Regions from separate parts of the Mus musculus genome. Here region 2 is linked to region 1. Evidence: chromatin contacts called from public HiChIP or PLAC-seq data. All regions are on one chromosome and are shown on one strand. Each heading gives the region's core, a stretch centred on a gene start, on an enhancer-like site or on the middle of the called end of the contact. The rest is flanking DNA. Distances are from core to core; before and after follow the strand shown.

What was found. HiChIP or PLAC-seq counts read pairs in DNA pulled down with a chosen protein or histone mark.
Region 2: a FOXA1 HiChIP or PLAC-seq map of pancreatic cancer cells shows a contact between it and region 1. The contact joins two enhancer-like sites. A contact is called at or near these places in 4 of 484 Hi-C or Micro-C datasets (group 2 innate lymphoid cells, muscle stem cells and uterus) and 4 of 115 datasets of contacts at active chromatin or transcription factors (cardiomyocytes, embryonic stem cells, epiblast stem cells and 1 more).

Annotation. Positions count from the first base shown.
Region 1 is chr13:45,623,662-45,630,865 of GRCm38.p6, reverse strand. All of the region lies in intron 6 of Atxn1 (ataxin 1), which reads left to right. Among named protein-coding and RNA genes, the nearest start is that of Gm34582, 100 kb to the right of the region's middle. Within about 2 kb of position 3,590, at least 46 of the 459 cell types and tissues checked have an H3K27ac peak or open chromatin away from gene starts, as enhancers often do. A contact at or near this core is called in muscle stem cells and pancreatic cancer cells, where this site is marked.
Region 2 is chr13:45,816,597-45,823,800 of GRCm38.p6, reverse strand. All of the region lies in intron 3 of Atxn1 (ataxin 1), which reads left to right. Among named protein-coding and RNA genes, the nearest start is that of Atxn1, 140 kb to the left of the region's middle. Within about 2 kb of position 3,105, at least 78 of the 459 cell types and tissues checked have an H3K27ac peak or open chromatin away from gene starts, as enhancers often do. A contact at or near this core is called in muscle stem cells and pancreatic cancer cells, where this site is marked.

The DNA of each region.
Region 1 (7,204 bases), core at 2,341-4,840:
CCACCCAGCACCTTTCTTTCTATTCACAAAGTGGTTTTGTCTCTTCCACACCCTTTTTTGTTACGCCTAGGGATGAGAGGACTCTGTCAACATTAGAGTCTAGTTTGAAAGTCAGATTTCTAGAATGAAGCTACTTGTCCAAGCAACAAAAATGTCCCCATGCAAATAAGCACAGATGTAGAGCCTCTTGACCTCGAAAATATTTCTAAATGATCCCTTTGCTGGCATGGCCTCTCTCTAAGTGTACTTATTCTGTGCTGTGGGCCCGTTTCCGCAGAAGCCCTTCAGCTTTGCTATTGGAAACACAGCAGAGGTGTAAGGTTTACAGGAGAGCAAGCTGCTAGATTTGGGCTTGGATGTTTCAGGGCTTTGGAGAGAGGCAACCAAGTGAATGCATCAAGACTTGGTGACTGAGGAGCCATCAGATAAGGGACTGGTAGCTGATTGCAGGGTAAAAGGATTGATACAGAGCATGGACAGCTAGGCAGTGGTGGCGCACGCCTTTAATCCCAGCGCTTGGGAGGCAGAAGCAGGAGGACTTCTAAGTTCAAGAACAGCCTGGTCTACAGAGTGAGTTCCAGGACAGCCAGGGCTACACAGAGAAACCCTGTCTCGAAAAACCAAAAACAAACAAACAAACAAACAAACAAAAAAATAACAGAGTAAGGTCAGCTTCACACTTGCAAAGGGGGAAGGAGTAAAGGAGATACAGGTCCAGTGGCCAGGGAGCTAGGAGGGTTTTTAGAGGCTCCTGTCAAATGACAGAGAGACCAGGGAACAGGAGTTGAGCCTTGAGCCCTTCTGACCCAAGCCTTCATTAATGTCAGCCTCCTCCACTACCCTTACACAGCTTAGCATCCGTTAATTGTTCTCAATATGGAGCCAACTGACCAGGAAAATTGGTAGAAAGATAAAATCAAGGAACAGAGTCCCCAGAGAAAGCTATCTCACTGTGCAGGGGCAGGAGGATTTCCAAATAAAGGACCTCTTACATAGCTGTAGTGGCTATCTCTGGTTGTCAACTTGACTATATCTGTAATGAACTACAATCCAGAACTGGAAGGCTCACCAGTGATCCTAATCTGGAGGCTGAGAGATAGAAGTTTCTGACCTGGATCTTGATATGGAGAGCTTGAGGCATAGTGGCTATGAATTCCAGGAGATTAAAACAGGGAGAATTCAAGGTCATCTGGGATTAAAGGTGAGGTGGCACACACCTTTAATCTGGGCTACACCTTCTGCTGAAGACCTACAGAAGGACATTGGAAGAAGACTCTCCTTGCCTGCTTGCCTTGTGGGACTGAGCAACTGCTAGATCCTTGGACTTCCATTCACAGCTGCTGCTGACCGTTGTTAGGAGTTGGACTGTAGACTGTAAGTCATCAACAAACTCCTTTACTATATAGAGACTACCCATAAGTTCTGTGACTCTAGAAAACTAATGCAAGAGCCAATGTTACCACACTAGAGTTTAAGAACGACTTTTTAGAAGACAAATAGGAGTCACAAGGGGTAGTGTGGCACAAATCTTAACCCCGGTGCATAAGAGGCTGAAGCAGGAGGATTGCCACAACTCATCTAGGTGATTCTAGACAGTTCTGGGTTCAATGTGAGACCCTCTCTCAGAACAAACAAGATTCCTCATGAGAATTCACAGATGCATGTCTTCCCTCTTCTATCACTTTCTCAGTTCTTGGAAGAGAGAAAAGACAGTTTACCATGCCAAAGTGAGAATAATATAAACTTGGAATCAGGGGTAGTCATGTAAAAGTTGGAGGGGCTTACTAAGATGTTTTTATTTTCCTTTGTGTCCATGGCTCAGTGCCAGTACTCAGACCCACGTGTTAGAGTGCTTAGCCATCAAAAAGCAGCAACCTCTAGTCCATGGCTTTCCTGGAACTTTCTCTACCCTGTAACACTGGATGCTGGTCTCCATGGTGCCACTCCTAGCGCCGAAAGAAGAACCGCAACTTTTCTAAATGTGAAGCTCTTTGAGAACAAGGAAATATATTCATTTAAAAATCTTCAGCCCAGAAACAGGTATAAAAGATACATTCCACTAATGTTGGATGAATGAATGCATGTTCTGAAGTGAGAAGAAAGGGACTATAGGAAAGGTTAAATGCTCAGGAGTCCTTGTGTGTGGAATTCCCATCCGCATGTGTTACCACAATGGTCAGAGTCAGAGCCTGGGCCCTGGCCACCCGAACAAGCCAGGCCCGGCCATCCACACTCATTAGGCCAATTAAAGGCACAATCAATAGTGAAAAGCAGATTGGTTCAATGTGGCCACATTGGGAAGAGGAACAAAGAAGCCCAGTGACACCTTTCCAAGTCTGTCTTGGGGTCTTGGCAAAAGGCGTGCATAAATGCAGCTCCAGTCTCTAACCCTAACAATGTCGTAATACGTATTCACTGAGGAATTCCACTCAGAGGAGAAATGAGAGGAGGGCTTCCGACCCAGGCCATCTGCGAAGTCAGACAATGGCTTGGGAATGGCATTTAAAGCCCCAAAAGCAAGTGGCTGTGTGGTCCAGGCATCTTAAGCCAGGAAAGAAGGGACTTGTGAATGCAGATAGAGGAGAAAAACCTGGAGCCATACGCATACCTGAGAGAGAGAGAGAGAGAGAGAGAGAGAGAGAGAGAGAGAGAGAGAGATGGGGAGATGGGGAGATGGAGAAATGGAGAGGAAGGTCCTGTTTGCCCATCAGCTAGATAATGCAGCACCTTGCAGTTGTGATAATCAAAAGCGAAGTACAGCCAAATATCCCTTAAAGAATAAAACCTCTCTCGATTGAGAACATCACAGTTGAGCAGGAAGGGACTGGAGTGATCCCTGTCATGAAGTGACCACCTCTATCTCATGTCTTCCTGAACCATGAGGCAGAATGGTAACCCCAGCATTAGCTCCATCTTTAGAATGCAGAGAAACTATTTGCTTGGCTTTTAATTTGACAGCCTGATTACTTTAAGGTGTCCCCATGGAGACTGGCAATCAGACCCATTAATGTGAAATTTTAATAGACCGTCAGGGAACATTCCTCCCAAGAACATGTTGTCCAAGGAACCTGGCATCACTCATTCTAAATGTTACCCCACACCCACCAGTATCCCAAGGTCAACCAGAAGTGCCATCCTTTAACATGAAGATGACAGTATTGACAGCCACTGGTAACCTCTAAGAATCCATCTGTAGCACTTCACTGACGTGGGTATGTTTCCATCCAGGGTCTCCAAAACACTTTCCAGCTATGAGGTCAGTCACATAACAAGCCTCAAAAGGCCTGACCAGGGGACAGATGGGTTTCTTATCTGTCACTGGTTACAGTTATCTCTGCTTAGCGTATTGAGAAAACATCTCAAGGGCTCAACTCTAGCCGGGCTCTTGGGACTGAAGTGAACCCCAGCCACAGGGCCCAAAGGCTGGTATCGATCAATCAGTGGGAACTTCTCCTCGAGCCAAAGAAAACCAACATCTGGGCAGGCTTTCGTCTTGGGCTCCAACAAACATGCGTCACGTTGAAAACATGTCTTCAAGTGCTAGAGGTCATAAGCAGTGCTGTGTTTGTACTGGGGAAGCTCATGGCCAGCCAGGCATTCTTTGCATTCTTCCTGGGGTTAAGTCATAAAGCCACCATAGTCATACTGCAAGGGTAGAATGGGTACCCATTTAATAAAGAGAAATGAGGGTTTGTTTGTTTTTCTGTGAAAGTCCCTGAGGAGACAAGCAACCTAGTCACAAACATAAAACACATGTTCCCACTGTGTGTAGCCTACTTTCCCTCTCATGGAGAATACATATGAAATAAGCCACACAAATATATGTGTGCAATGTGTGCATGTATGTACGTGTGTACATGTGTGTATACATGTTCTTTTATTTGTGTATAGCTTGTTCCCCTCTCTATGAAGAGTATGTATATTTTAAAAAACACAGAAAAACTTATGTGAGTGCATACGCATGTGTGTATACATATTCCTATATATGTTCCTGTAACTCACTTTTTCCATCATTGAGTATGTATACAACACACACATGCGCACACACACACACATATTTACACACATCCCTACATTTGGCCTTCCATATTCATTAGAATTGTATCTATACCCTGCCCCAAATGGGAACTAAAACCCATGAAGACTTCAATCCTTTATAAACAAATGACATGGAATTTACATATAACTTCCACACATCCAACCAACTCTGGCTGATCTGTATTACCTGATCCAGTATATTGCTGCATGGATGGTTGTCACACTTCTGGTTAGGGAATAATGATAAGAACAACTGTGCAGCTTCAGGGTAGGTCCCCTGAGGGATCTGTGCTTAACTGAATCTATAGATGTACAATCTGTAGAAGTGGAAGTCACAGAGGCAGAGGGCCAGGCCAGTCTTATTTCTCACGGTGACTGCTAACCTATGCTCAAGAGCTTAGATGCTTCTCTTTGGGTTGGAAACACTCAAATCCAAAGTGCATCGCTTTCTCTGTATGCCCGCACACCTACAGCATTCTTAGGGGCAGAGGTGTGGAGTATCAGGCTCTGGTGTATTTTAGGTATTACAGCAGTATGGACATAATGTCTGCTTGTGGTGAGGAAGGGGCAGAAATTCCTGGGTTGTTCTCTATAAATTGTAGATGTAGCTTTATCAGAACTGGCTACGTTGCTGATCGAAGGAAGGAAAAAAACCTAGATGTGGGTCTTTAGAAACAACAAAATAAACGAACAAACAAAAACACTGCTAAAACAGCTTACATAAAGCAGTAATCTGTGGTAGAAGCTAAAAAAGACTGGGCTTGGCCTTCAGACTTAGCAAGGCTGGGCGGCTCACTGGCCATGTGGCCCTGGACAGAGCGCTTCCCCTTCCAGTCCTCATCTGTTGAATTAGAATAGGGAAATGCAACAGTGCTTACCAGTACTGAATGAGGTAATCCATGAAACTCTGTGCGCCTGGTGAAGGATTGCCCAACTTCCAAGGAATTTTATTTTCCCTTCAAAGATAGTATCTTTGTCAGTGTTCTTGCAGGCACACACATTTCTGAGTCGGACCGATTTCAGTGGTAGATAATGGAGAGGATTTAGGAATAGATCAATTTGCTGTGATCAGCACAGTGTGGCTTAATGGTATGTGTCTGAGCTGTAGTCATGGTACGTTGACCAGCTTTATAATAATAATAATAATAATAATAATAATAATAATAGTTATATAAAATATATAGTATATACTTATGTTGATTTCTCTGAAGTGACTTCTGTTAATGGGACAAATTTCAGCCAGCTGTTATGACCAACACAGGTTTAGAAAAAAGAAATGCAAGTGCTATAGCAATACTAATTTGTGTGTGTGTGTGTCTATACCACTCTACAAATTAATCTTCACTGAATAATAATTGCAAAATAGAATAAAAAATCAGGAGTTGATAAGCTATAATATAATTTAACTAAAATTAGAAATTTTATATAGCTTAGTTTTTGGTAATAGCTGTGTTTGCCTTCAAGTTGTGAGTTCAACAGTATTCTCACAGACCAATACAAGCCACCTTCAGTACACCACTGTTTCTCTCTGGCACCATAAACGTACCAGATCATACCATGGATCAGCAAATTCAGGCCCACCCTTGAGAGTCAGCATGGAAAACACAGTTCTGAATGGTGTTTTGTTCTGTGCATTTTGTCTGAGCTACGTACTTGAGGTTTCACATTCTCCCATGTATTCCTTTGGCTAGCAAAATGATCATTGAAAAAAAAAAAAAAAGAATGGTTCACTGGGCCAATTACATGGAGCTTGGTTTCATGTTTGGGAAAATTATGAAGCTGTAGATAAAGCTGAACTTCCTAGGCTCATCCATTCTCTTACTGGTCATTAGACAACTCTATAAAATAATTCTTAGAAGGGAAGGTTTTATTTTCTTTCTTTCCGAAAGGTCCAAGAGAAAATGGGATTGCCAAAGACCATTCCTGATTCAGATACCAGGAAAGAGACCTACAGTGGCCTGTGACCACTTCCATAACCACAAGTGATCTATGGGCTGTCTGGTCTCTGATGGACAGCCCCATTTTAGCAACAGAGAATTTCAGAAAACAGAAACCTGTTTAGGAACCCAGACCAAACCAAGTAACAGGCAACCTTTACAGTCAAAATTGTCAAAGGGTCTGAAAGCAAAACAAAACAATATTTCAGAGTTGACTTGAGTCAAAGAAATGCCATGATATTGGGGCCAAGCAAAGGTTAAGAGTTGAGGAGGGCAGGCTGTGAATTGCAGGAAAGGGGATAGTTCCCTGTTAGAATTCCACATTGAAAATATATGGCACTGTTAAAGAGGTTTTTTAAGGCTGTTTTAAAACCCAGTCAGTTTTTAGCAGTGTCTTAAGCCCCTTCTGGTCATATATTGTGAGTTAGGTAGAAGTATTTATAGATAAATAATTGTGTGGAATCTCATTTACAAATAAAACAATACATCATGATCCTGTCACTTTATAAATTATGTGTTGTTATACATTGGAGCAATGGGTGGTCTTTTAGTTATCCTAAGAAAATAGTCTTCATCAAGAAAGTCAGTATGAGATTGGTTGTTTGTGAACTTTCTCAGATAAAATGTTTAAGATTTTGAAGGTTCTTGCATGATGATGATGGGGGGTGGTGACTTTGTGGGACATCATTCTAGACTCATGAGTCACCATCTTAGCACCATGAGTCATCATGAGTCATCATTCCAACACCATGAGTCATCACCTTAGCATCATGAGTCATCATCTTAGCGTCATTAGTCATCATGAGTCATCATTTTAGCATCATGACTCATCATCCTAGCACCATGAGTCATCATCTTAGCACCATGAGTCATGAGTCATCATGTACCATGAGTCATCATTCTAGCATCATGAGTCATCATCTTACCATCATTAGTCATTATGAGTCATCATTTTAGCATCATGAGTCATCATTCCAGCACCATGAGTCATCATGAGTCATCATCCTAGCACCATGAGTCAACATCCTAGCATCATGGGACATCATCTGTGCTGCTGAGGTTTTTCTCAACTTGACACAAGCAAGGGTCATGTGCAAAGAGGAGAACCTTAATTGAAAAGATGCCTCTATAAGATTAGCCTGTGGCTAAAACTGTGGAAAAATTTTTGATTAATAATTGGTGGAGGACTGCCCACTGTAGACAGCGCCATCCTTGGGCACGTGCTTCTG
Region 2 (7,204 bases), core at 1,856-4,355, 190 kb before region 1:
CATCTCTCCCTTTGATGTGACAGTCTGTGTGTTAGCATTCCTGGTTCCCTTAGAGTTTATTTATGAACACAGAACCTCTGCACCTCCTACATGATTTGACAGAGCTATTGGCCATGCTGGTACATGAGTTATTTGAGGTCTGTGATTCCCATAAAATAAACAGATCTCTTTATGAAAAATGACCACAGGTATGGTACAGGCATGGTGAACCACACCTGTCATTCAGGGTTTGGAAGGTAGAGGCAGGAAGCCTAGGCTGAAAGATCCTGTCTCAAAAATTCAAAGCAGATAAACGTGGGAAACAGTCATCTTTAAAAAGGAAGAAAAGTGGCAATTTATGTCTCATTGCTTCTGGGAAAGGTATTCGTTGGTGTAGTTATTTAGGAAAGTGGGCATTTTCCAGGAAATATAAGCGTGCACATATGCATTTTAATTATACAGCTTTCCTTGTAGAATTTCCCATTGAAAAACCACTATGTGTGTGTGCTATAAGCCATGGAGGGTGTTCATTACAATCTTAACTATGTTAATGATTTCAAAATTCAGAGCCAAGCTGAGTGTTTAGCAGAGTAAACAGAAGACAAGCATGTGGCCTTGGGATGGCTCAGAAAGTAAGGCTACGAAATTGAAGACCAGTATTCAGTCTCTGGGTCTCACTCGGGAGAAAAAGAGAGCCGCTTGCAACAAATTGTCCTCTATGCTATGGCATGCTTGTATCTATATGTGTATATGTATATGTATGTTTGACCAAACTATTGTTCAGTGATATATATATATATATATATATATATATATCACACAAACATATTAAAAAGCACATTATGATATACAATCAAATAAAAGGATACTATACAATACGAACATTGGATAATCTGTGGCTAGCAATTCAGAAAAATCACAAGAAGCCAGTATTAAGCCACAAGGATATAAGTTACAAAAAAAAAATCTTTTACACTGTGAATATATATACATATATATGTGACTAAACAACTCACTTTTCGCCCTGAGACAGGTAGGAAAAGCCTGGAAGCTTACAGCGGCTTCCATTAAAATTCATATCCCTCTGTTTTGAGAATATCTATGGAAATGAAAGCTACCAGCTATTTCTGCCATTTCAGTGTTCACATGTGATTTTTTTCCAAGTGCCCTGCACAGAAAGTCTCTAAAATATCACATGTACTCTGCTGGCAGGCTGCAAACCAACAGAAAGATGGCTGGGTAAAAAGGAACTCATGCACGCAGAATATTTTTATCTTTAAAAAAAAATTACATTCATTCCTGAAATAGAATATTTGGAGAGGAGCTTTTCGTGAATGATGGTAGATTGAAGGCTGTATCTAAAAATAGAGCAGCAAGCTTTAATAAATGAAAATTAGCGTCCTAATCAGTGCTTTATGGGCTCGGCACTGATCATGTCACTCACCGCTTCAGCTAACGTGGTCCACGCCTCTTCTAGCTCTGTGATTTGCCGGTTGGGCTGTGATGAGTCCATCAACACATCACCACCATCACCACTGTCCTTACCAGCACCACCATCAGTACTACTATCACCATCAACATCATTATCATCATCAGTTCCATTATCAACATCAGCATTATTACCATCAGCATCCCCTCAGTCAGCATCACTAACATCAGCATCATCAGGACATAACCCAAAGCACATGCTTTTCTAGGTTCTGAGATAATGTCTTTATAAATATCCCACTTGATAGATGCATGATCCTGCCACAGGATCTTTGTCTTACTCTAACATAACACCCTCTGCCAAGTTCCAGTATTACACCCTGTGATGGTTTGTATATGCTTGGGCCAGGGAGTGGCACTCTTAGGAGGTGTGGCCTTGTTGGAGTAGGAGTGTCACTGTGGGAGTGGGGCTTTAGTACCCTAGTCCTAGCTGCCTGGTAGACAGTCTCCCACTAGCTGCCTTCAGATGAAGAAGATGTAGAACTCTCAGCTCCTCCTGCACCATGCCTGCCTGGATGCTGCCATGCTCCCGCCTTGATGATAACAGGCTGAACCTCTGAACCTGTAAGCCAGCCCCAATTAAATGTTGTCCTTTAAAAGACTTGCATTGGTCATGGTATCCCTTCAACTGGCTGAGTTTCTCACTGCTGCATGGACAGATACTCGGTCATCTCCATTTATTCGAGAGAAGCTTAACAGTCTATGTAAGCAAAGCAGTACCTATTTCTTCCAAACCTGTATCTCCAGAGTTTGGATCTAGACTTCATGTGTCTGGAGGCACAATAATTATATACCGAGTGTATGTGCCATTCAATTGGCCCAGTAATTCTGTGCTAATACTAGTTACGTTCTGCAGAGTCAAACAACAGAGGCTCGGTGTGTAAATAACTTGACCATATTTGCTCAGCTTGTGAGTAATGGGGACTATAATTCAAAGTCATTGTGTCTGTCATCAGGGCCATTTGCCCGACAGCTCCATTTTGCTATCCATCATTTGCTGCTGCATAGAGGATCTTCTTTTCATGCAATCAAATCATCATTTGTTTAATTCCTTGAATTCACCTTTATAGCATAGAATCATGTTCTGTTTAGGATCATTTCTATTTGCATGTTCAAAGGTCTCCCCGCTGCTCGCCCCCATTTTAGCCTGGGTTGCTGCCAGCCCTCTGTAGCTCACTGGAGGCTAGCTCCTGGCATTGTCTAGGCTCTAAAGCTCTGTTGGTATGCAAAAGCTGCAGACCTGTTTCAAGGAGGAAGCGTTCCCAGGTGATCCACGGGGTAGCATTATCTCTGCAATGTATGTCGCATCATGCCTCGTCGAATGGCGTCTAATGACCTTGGGTCTGAGCCGGTGCTGACATGTGACCCGCGCTCATTTGTCACTTTCTACATTGTGAGATGTACTGAAATAACAGGGAAGAGGAAAAAGCAGACGAGGGCCTCTCCTGGATGTCTGGAAACGGTTAGCAATGCATGCAGCATTTACTCTTGTAATTCTCTTTTGTTTGTTCTGGGTTACAAGGGCCAGCTTTGAAGTTAAAAATAAAACAACTATTGTTAGAAGCTGAGGTGGTCACCCTTTATAGTGGAGCCTCAGGTCCGGATGAGTCACTGCAAAGACTCCTCCTGGAATGTTTGCAGGGCTGGCCAGTGGGCTGGATAAATGCTGGCGTCCTTAACTGGGCTGTACCAAATCCCTTCCTGGCTCCTTTTGATTTGGTGCAGAGGGGGAGGCCCAGGGGCTCACAGGAGCCAGGCAAATTCCACAATCACTTAGCCCCAGACAGACCCAGACCAAGCCCCAGTACCCTTGATAGAGCCCATTCTTTTTGCCTAGCTAATCTCCCTCTATACTAGTGGTTCAAAGCCTTCCTAATGCTGTGACCCTTTAATATAGTTCCTCATGTTGTGGTGACCCCCAGACATAATACTGTCATGTTGCTATCTCATGCCTGTGATTTTGATATTGTAATGTATATATCTTATATGCAGGATATCTGATTAAAAAAAACAAAAACGCCTAAGTGGCAGAGACACACAGGTTAAGAACTTGTTTACCTAGCTGTAGAGCCATCTGTTCCCTGTATGCTGAAACTCATTCTTAGGTCTTGTGTTAGCCAATTGGTTATCAGCAGCCCATGCTCCTTGAGTTACCTGGTTTCTCTGCCAGTCACATCTTTGGACCTGGTTTGACTTAACACTATTCAGAATGGCTCTGTTAAAGGCTTCATGTTATCTGTTGCTTTTTCGCCTCCTCCCTCTTCTCTCTCTCTCTCTTTCTCTCTCTCTCTCTCTCTCTCTCTCTCTCTATATATATATATATATATATATATATATATTCATTTGCTGCTGCGTAGAGGATCTTCTTTTCATACAATCAAATCATCATTTGTTTAATTCCTTGAATTCACCTTTATAGCAAAGAATCATGTTCTGTTTAGGATTGTGTATGTGTATATATATATATATATATATACATATGTATATATGTATATATACATAGTGTATATGTATGCCTATATAATGTGTGTATATGGATATGGATATATGTGCATATATATATATATGTGTGTGTGTATGTATGTATATGTATGTGTACATATGTATGTCATGTGTATGTATATATAATGTGTGTATATATGTGTATATGTGTATGTGACTGTGTGTGTTTTGCCTGCATGACTGGGTATCACCTATATGCAGTGCCAATGGGATCCAGAAGAGGGTTTCAGAACCCTTAAAACCAGAATTACAGATTAGGGTACCATGTGGGTGCTGTGAATCAAAGTTGGGTCCTTTGGGAGAACAGCAAGTGTTCTTAGCTGCTGAGCCACCTGTCTAGTCCTTTTTTTTTTTTTTTTTTTTTTCACTAAGCATTTCTTCACTCTGTATCCCAGGCTGCCCTTGAACTCACTACATATTCCAGGTTTCTATTACACGTGGGGCAATCCTCCTGCTTTCTACTTAACTTCTCAGTCTCAGACTCACACTCACAAGTGTATGGATAACATGTGTGAGCTACTACTTTGCCTCTCTATGCTGTTCATGCCTTTCAGGGTCCTAGGATCCTCAGAAATGAAGGTCTCCATCTTGGCTGGTGTGTGTGTGTGTATGTGTTTTAAAAAACCTGTGTTTACTACTTTATATCTTCAGCCTTTGGAGACTTCTATTTTCATCTGGCAATTAAATAAGCCATGGGTTCATTCTACTGTAAAAGTTTAAAATCAAAATAGTAACTATCTGTCAATCTATCTATCTATCTATCTATCTATCTATCTATCTATCTATCTATCTATCTATAGTTAATATTTTATATTATCAATTCCATTTATTAATAAATCGGAAGCAGGGTCACAGCTTTTCCCTGTGGACTCCCTGACTATGTTAATTTCTGCTATCTCCTGTTCCCTCAGCTCTTCATTGATCTCCCATATGAAGAAGGGAAAATGTTCTTTTATATTTGATACCTTAACACTGGGGCCCAAGAGGAAACTAGAAACCTCCAGGGCAGGGCTGAAGAGATGGCTCAATTGGTAAAGTGTTTGACATGCAAGCTTGAGGACCTGAATTTGAATCCCAGACTCCGTGTGAGGAAGCCAGGTGTGATGGAGTATGCTTATAGCCCTGGCGCTCCAGAGGTGGAGAGAGGAGGCTCCCTGGAGTTCACTTGCCAGGCAGTGTAGTCTAGTTGGTGAATTCTGGACCTGTGTCAAAGTGAACTGTGACAGAGAGAACCACATATAAGATTGCCATCAACACACACACACACACACACACATACACACACACACACACACACACACACACACACACTGCCCAAAATGACTCACAGATCATCACAGAATATTGAAAGACAGGATCCTGCTAAAAATACACGTTGGTATCTAGTGAACTTTTCTCAGACTCAGGGACTGTGCTAAATGCTCTACAATACTGTTCAGAAGTTCAGGTATAGCCACCCAGTGACTCTATTAGCATTTCTTAAAACATAAGTAATGTGAAATACAGGATAGAAGACTGACTCCAGACTCTACTCCACCCACTGTATATGGCTTTTATGATAATATAAATATATGTTATAAATACATATATATATATATATATATATATATATATATATATATATACACATACATATTTCACTTAGGAAAAGTGGGTATACAAAACTAAAAAACGAAAAGTCACACAAGGCCCTGAGGATAGAGTTCATGTCTCTAGTTAGTTTTAACCTGGGATGTATCATTGGAGAGCTGCCTCCATCCCTGGCCAATGCTGTGAGCGTGGTGCTCTGTCAGCTCCAGGCTCTCAGAGCATGCTCTTAGAGCCTGTCACGGGTCATGTCTCCTATAGATGTATATACTTCTAATTTCCACCAGAGAAGACTGCATGGTTTACATAGGTCTCCCAAGTCCTCTACATGTTCAGCATTTAATTCTCTTATAACTTTGCTGTAGTTATGAATGCCATGGTGGACTTCCTTGAACATATTCAATTTTGAACATCTCCGGTTATTTATTGTCATGGGTAAATGTCAAGAATGAGAACTGTTGGCCTAGAAGTAATCTCTCTCTCTCTCTCTCTCTCTCTCTCTCTCTCTCTATCTCTCTCTCTGTGTGTCTGTGTGTGTGTGTGTGTGTGTGTACGCACACGTGTAGGTCAAAAGAACACTTCCAGGAGATGGTTTTCACTTTCCACCTTGTTGAGGCAGGGTTTTTTCCTATTGCTTCTGCCATGTTGTGTGATTAAGGCTAACTGGCCCGTGAGCTTCTGTCTGACTTGTCTCTCTCTAGCTCTGATATCACTGTAAGGACACTGGGACTGCAGATGTATACCAGCACCATTTTTTTAAAAGACATGTCTATTTCTTTTCTGTGTATTTGTGTGTATATGGGTGCCACTTGTATTGGAAGCCCATGGAGACCAGAAGAGGGCATTGGATCCTGAGAAGCTAGAGCTACAGGCATTGTATGCAGCATGATGTGGGTGCTGGGAACAGAGCCTGGGTCTTCTCTAAGGGCAGCTAGTCCTCTTGGCTCTTGCGCTATGTATTCAATGGCAACATCTCTGTTTTTATAGTAGATTCTATCCATCAAATTAAAACCAAACAGGGTTGCATAGTAAATGCCTTTGCTTACTGGACTATCTCACTGCGTACGGAATAGAGGCCATTAGAAGGTTTTGGGTACATGTTATTACATGGATAAATGTCCACATATTTGAGCTCTGGACTGCGATTATAAAACAGAAACAAACGAAAGCAATGGCAATGTGATAACTTATTCTGTCCAAACTTACTCTGCAGTTGGATTAGTTGGTAAAGTGCTTTGCACTGAGTTCCATTCTAGCACCCACATGAAAAAGCTATCTAGCTGCAGCCCCAGCTTTCCAGAGAGGCAGAGGCCTCTGGGTTAATGAGAAATCCGATCTCAAATAACAAGGGTGTGGGCTGGCTACAGCTCAGCAGGTAAATGTGCTTGCTGCCAAACTTGCCAGTCTGAGTTTGAGCTCCAGAACCCATGTGACAGAAGGAGAAGACCTGACTCCTGAAAGTTGACCTCTGACCTCTAGCCTTAGCACACAAGCAACCCACTCTCCCCTAAATAAGTAAAGGTTAAAAAAATTAAAAATAAATTACAATTGAAGAGGATACTAGACATTGACCTCTAACCTCCACATATATTCACATACTCGCCCCCTTAGACATGCACAGATATAAGCAGAACATGTGCTCCACGTG